Regions from separate parts of the Mus musculus genome. Here region 1 is linked to region 2. The links are chromatin contacts, called in public HiChIP or PLAC-seq maps. All regions are on one chromosome and are shown on one strand. The core of a region is the stretch at or near the end of the contact, and the rest is flanking DNA. Distances in the headings are between cores, read along the strand shown.

What was found. HiChIP or PLAC-seq counts read pairs in DNA pulled down with a chosen protein or histone mark.
Region 1: a contact with region 2 is called in an H3K27ac HiChIP or PLAC-seq map of microglia, with 7 times the contacts expected there. The contact joins two enhancer-like sites. A contact is called at or near these places in 2 of 39 promoter capture datasets (the 3T3-L1 cell line and the C10 cell line), 16 of 484 Hi-C or Micro-C datasets (the AML12 cell line, B cells, the C10 cell line and 11 more), 6 of 115 datasets of contacts at active chromatin or transcription factors (embryonic hindbrain, memory CD8 T cells, microglia and 3 more) and 4 of 9 other capture datasets (adipose tissue, embryonic stem cells, embryonic tail and 1 more).

The regions. Positions count from the first base shown.
Region 1 is chr6:114,841,677-114,844,376 of GRCm38.p6, forward strand. All of the region lies in intron 18 of Atg7 (autophagy related 7), which reads left to right. Among named protein-coding and RNA genes, the nearest start is that of Vgll4, 79 kb to the right of the region's middle. Within about 2 kb of position 1,360, at least 20 of the 459 cell types and tissues checked have an H3K27ac peak or open chromatin away from gene starts, as enhancers often do. A contact at or near this core is called in microglia, where this site is marked.
Region 2 is chr6:114,723,975-114,726,674 of GRCm38.p6, forward strand. It overlaps Atg7 (autophagy related 7), which reads left to right. Exons shown (of 19, transcript NM_028835.5): 17 at 920-1,000. Among named protein-coding and RNA genes, the nearest start is that of Gm52917, 9.3 kb to the right of the region's middle. Within about 2 kb of position 1,432, at least 63 of the 459 cell types and tissues checked have an H3K27ac peak or open chromatin away from gene starts, as enhancers often do. A contact at or near this core is called in microglia, where this site is marked.

The DNA.
Region 1 (2,700 bases), core at 110-2,609, 120 kb after region 2:
ATGTTAATGTGGCTCTCAAAACTTGTAAGGGATCCAACTTCAGTCATTTCTCGTCCCTCTCCTCCCCTGGGTTATAGGGGGTCACTCAGAAGTCATGATTTGTAAATGATAGGGCCATCCATTCAAATCAGTCCCTCTCTGTTTGTCTTCCCCTGTCCTTGAAGGAGGAGAGGGGAGGATGTTCAGTCCTGATAAAATGATCCTCATACCTCAGTAGTAGTCCTCTTAGTACCTCGATGCACCATAGCATGGTAGCCACAGCTTTGTCCACCTATCCCATCCCTAAGCCTAGACCAGAACTGGGACCTTGTGACCTTCCTCACTTGAGTCTCGGAAAGTCCAGGCTGCCATTTCTCAGGGATCCCTGAGTGTGGACTTGCCTCTTGGAGGCTGGCTTCCCCATATCTGATTTATAGCGCTGCTCCTGCTCGAACTCGGAAGGAAGCATTCTAGTGATGCTGGCACGCAGCAGGCTACAAAGGTTTTAAAGTGTTGCTCTGGAAGCAAAATTGCCCCTCATGCTGTTAGAATAATTATACCCCAGTCCATCCCCCCACATAGCCAAATAGCAGTCGTGGAACCCAGCTCACATGGGAAGCCTGTGGAGGAAAGAAAGAACTGAAACAGAACCCAGCACAAGGCACAAGGACTGCAGAGGGCCTGGCGACCAGTCTTTAGTTTCCACATTGACCAGCAGTAGTCTCTTGGGTGCCCCAGCCCTTTCTTCTCCAGAAGCATGCACCCTGCATGCTCACACTGGCTGTGGTTTCAAGCTGAGCAGAAAGTACAGCTTTATCATTTTAAGTATGTAGCCCTAGGCCAAAACAGACAGGGCCATTTTCAAAACTCTGTTCAAAAGCATCTCCAGACATTCAGTTCCCTCTCGTAGCTGTCTCTCTCTCGCAAGGGACACCCTTTCCTCCCCAAGCCTTAGTCCTGATCTGTGCTCAGCTGCTGCTGGCTGCCTGGCTGTTTGGTGGGCTCCACCTAGCCCTGGCCAGCTGAGCCTTGCCTTAGCAGAAAGGCATCCAAACACAGCAGGTGAAGGGAGGCATTGCCTTCTGGCCACCAGCAATGAGGCCCTGGGAAACTAATACGGCATTTCCCTTGGAGTGTGGTGTCTTACAGAAATACAGAAGTACACATTTCTCAGAAAAGCAGAAGACTCCTAGCGAGGACTGTCTGTTTTCAATGTACTTAATAAATCCCAGGCAGTCCAGGTCTAGCAGGCCCACCATGGTCCTGTCATCTCGTAGTCTTTCTCTGTGAGCAGATGTTTGATCCAGTGCAGCAGGAACAAGCCTCCTATGTCCCACCTTCTGCTGGCTGAGTCACATCACAACTTAGTTATTTCCTGGGGAACCAAAACTAAAGCACCCTTTTGCTTTAGCTTGAGTGACTAATTTCACTCAGGAGAGATTCATGGCACATCATTCATTGGGGTTTTCCCTTCTCCTTTGTCCTGTGTTAGACACACTTGTTTGTTGTTGTGTGTAACAACTTTAAAAAGCCATATTTTTCTTTATATGTGTGTCTATGTGTAGAAATATGCATATGTGAGTGCAGCGTTCATGGTGTCCAAAAGAGGGCGCCAGGTCCCTTGGAGCTGGACTTATAAGCCATTGTGGGTATTGGAAGCCAAACTCCAGTTCTCTGCAAGAGGAGTGCATGCCCCTAACTGCCAAACACTCTAGCCCTGATACAGCATCTATCTAAGCAGCCAGTATTATTACCTCTTTAACATCATTAGTGGTCTAGGAAAAAACATCAGAAAATATCAAAAATTCTTGTAGCTATCCTGCATAAAATTAAGATGCTAGTTCTGTCCAAATTCTTTTGAAGAATTCTCTGGTGACCATTGATTTAGCTTAGTGAACTGCACAATGTGTTTATTGAAATGTTATTGTGCTTATTAAAATGTCATTACCTTGACCCTCTGTCTGCCAAGTTCATGGATAAAACTATGACAGCCTGTAAGCTTAATTCATACCCGTCATCTAGGCTCTGTCTAGAGGAGTCCTTTGACTTTGTTCAGTTGCTGTCATATAAACAATAGGATTGCTAATAATGTCTTTGGCTCTTTTGATTTTTTCCAAGTTATTACTGGTATACAGGAAATTTTGATTTTTATATGCCACCTACTTGGCAGTCTTATTAACCTTTCTTGTTTTAGTCAATTGAAAATTTTCTAAGGTTTCCCAAATTAACCATTCCTTCTGTAGATAACTTTTTTTTTTTTTTGGTTTTTCAAGACAGGGTTTCTCTGTGTAGCCCTGGCTGGCCTGGAACTTACTCTGTAGACCAGGCTGGCCTCGAACTCAGAAATCTGCCTGCCTCTGCCTCCCAAATGCTGGGACTAAAGGCGTGTGCTACCACTGCCTGGCTTATAGATAACAATTTTAAAGCTTTAGTTTTAAATTTTAATTTAATTTAATTTTATATGTATGGGTGTTTTGCATGCATGAATATATATCTGTGCACCACTCACGTGCAGTGTTCTCAAGGCCAGAAGACAATGTTGTGAGCCATCATGTGGGTGCTGGGAACTGAACCCTGGTCCACTGGGCGAGCAGTCAGTGCTCCTACCCACTGAACTGACTGCAGCCCTCTGTGCAGCGTGTTTTCTTGTCTATCGCATTGTCTGATTGATGCTGATCTCAGCCACAGTCGATGTCTTGCTTTGTCCTGACTGAACTGAGA
Region 2 (2,700 bases), core at 182-2,681:
AAGTTTTATAAATGCTATGTTCCTGGTACATACAAGGGGGAGCAGCGCTCCATCACCACTCAGCCGTGGTGGGTGGAACCCACGAGCTGCTCTAAAAGTGGATTTATTGGTTGCAATCAGATGTTTCTGCTCAAGGTGGTGCTGTTTCCCCATCAATGCTGTGACTGCGTGTTTTTATTTCCGCGGGGTCTGCATTCAGCAGCTAGTCAGTGTGCCTACCTTTGCCTTTTGTTATTCCCAAGTTGTCTGCCCTTGAGAAGCCACCACAGAGTTGTGGAAATGCACACTTACCCGGCCTCTGTATTTCCATAAGAGAAGCGAGTCAGAGCAACCTAGAAGTCTGAGTTTTGTTCTGTTTTGTAATGCTGGGGTGGAACCCCGGCCTCCTACATGCCAGACAAGCAACCTGCCATTGGACTACACCTTAGCTCTCAGGCATTTCTTAAAACAGTACTTTCTGTTTGTTTTGTTCTTCATACAAGGTCTCCTGTAGCCCAGACTGCCCTTAGGCTTGCTATGTAGCCAAGGATGGCTTTGGACTCCTGATCCTCACCACCATGCCCGGGCGTATGCCGTGTTGGTGATGGAGCAGAGCCTGGTGTATGCTAGCCAGGGATCCTACCGACTAAAACCCACCCCAACCCCGAGACAGTGCTTGAGGTCTTCCACCTTGCTTTTTATGTTTTAAAGTAAATGTGCTTTTAGGTCTCAAACATTTAAAGATCATGTACATCGTGGGAATAAAGAGTCAGAATAGTTCTCTCAAACCTATCACCGTATGGGGAGGAACTTACATTCACAGAATCGCCTGTGTCAGGACCCATAATAACCATTTCTTCCTCCTTGTCACCCACAGACATGCATCATTATAGCTGTGTTTATCCCTGACCTAATGAGTAATTGTTCTGTTTGGTTTTAGATCCGGGGTTTTCTGTCACGGTTCGATAATGTTCTTCCTGTCAGCCTGGCATTTGATAAATGTACAGCCTGTTCACCCAAAGTAAGTCATTTTACCTCTGAGCAATTTAACCTCATCCTAACCCACTCGGGCCAGTGGGGTGGTGCGTGCATGCGTGCGTGAGTAGAGGAAGGGAGCCCGGTAGGCTTGGTCCTGCTGCTGTTGATCTGCATTCATCCACAGAAGCCAGCTTGGGAAATCTCAGGTCCTAGTGTGCAGAGAGCCTGAGCTAGCTGCTGGGTCAGCTCTTGCTGTACAGTACTTTCAGTTTGGTCATAAAGCTCTCCTGAGTGTCTCGGTCCCCGCCTGAGGGGTTCCTTCCTCGCATCTACTCAGCAGTGCAGCTTCTTATGCTTTCCCCAGAAGGTGGGGGTTTCAGGCAGGCCCAGCTGTGTTTTGGAGATGTTCCTAATGCAAAGGAACAGCAAGCAGAGATGAGGGGCCTGGATTGGGAGGCCGGAACAAGGCCCCTTCCTCTTTGATCTTTCCAGCAGCTCTAAAAATAGAGCAGGGCTGTTGTCCACTGTAATGGGAACCGGCTGATGTATCTCAAAACGACATGGCATCTCAGTTTTTAATAGGCTCTGAGTTATTCTCGCATGTGTACTGTACGTGACAGCTGATTCCCTTTGGATGTCCCTTTAAGCCAGTGCTTCTCAACCTTCCTAATGCTGCGACTCTTTAGGACAGTTCCTCATGTTATGGTGACCGCAACCATAAAATTATTTTTGTCACTACTTCATAACTATAATTTTTCTACTGCTATGAATCATGATGTAAATATCTGATACACAACCCCTGTGAAAGGGTCGTTCCTCTCCGAAAGAGGTCACAACCCTCTGGTTGAGAGCCACCACTTTAAGCCTTCAACCTCCCCATCTCCAGCTCCTACTTGGGGTGCTATGCAGAGTAGCTTATGGGGGTCACTCATCCCAAGATGGCGTTTCTCAGAGGTCTGAGGTTTCCCTGCTATGCCTCCTGCAATGGGCAGAGCTGAGGGAATTGAATTCTAGGAAAAGTCTACTTAGAGTGGCTTCTGTCCTGACCTGTTTACCTAACAGTGGAATCTGGGATAGATAAGCCACAGTAATGGATTTGGTTAAATCTAGGCACTCCCGAGTGGAGAGTGGTTTGTTTTCCTTTCTGCTCTGAGAGTAAACTAAGCCTGCTTTATTGTTGGGCATCTCAAGTGCCTGGTTGAGATTGAAACCTTATAATTTGTGGGTAGATGACCTCTGAGCCCATTCTTCTTGCTGTTTCTCAAGGTATCCTGTATCCTCTTTGGCAGGACCCTGAGGGTGGTAATGTGCACATCTGTTTGCAGGGACAGGGTCTCAGGGCTGTGTGCTCCTTAGTGGAAATGTCTGTCTGTCTGTCTGTCTGTCTGTCTGTCTGTCTGTCTTTTCATTGTACGGCTGAACTAATTGCTCTCCAAATAACTTGGCTGGATTATTTTCAAACTGAAATCCTTTGGTGCCCATGCCAGAAGTGTCTCTGTGGCTTTATGTAGGTCTAGCTCATCAATGAAATGAAGATAATTGGGTTCTCAGAGAAATGTGAGCATTTGCTTTCCTGCTCTGTTTCTAATTAAATCAGCCCATAAGATGCTGTCTGTCTATAAAGAAGCCCAAGGGTACCTCAGGCTGCCCCTCTTTTTTCTTTAAGAAAGAATAGCTTTTTGTATTTTTGTCCTCCCTCCTTGGAAGCATGAGATTAAACACAGGTATGGTGTCTTTGTTACC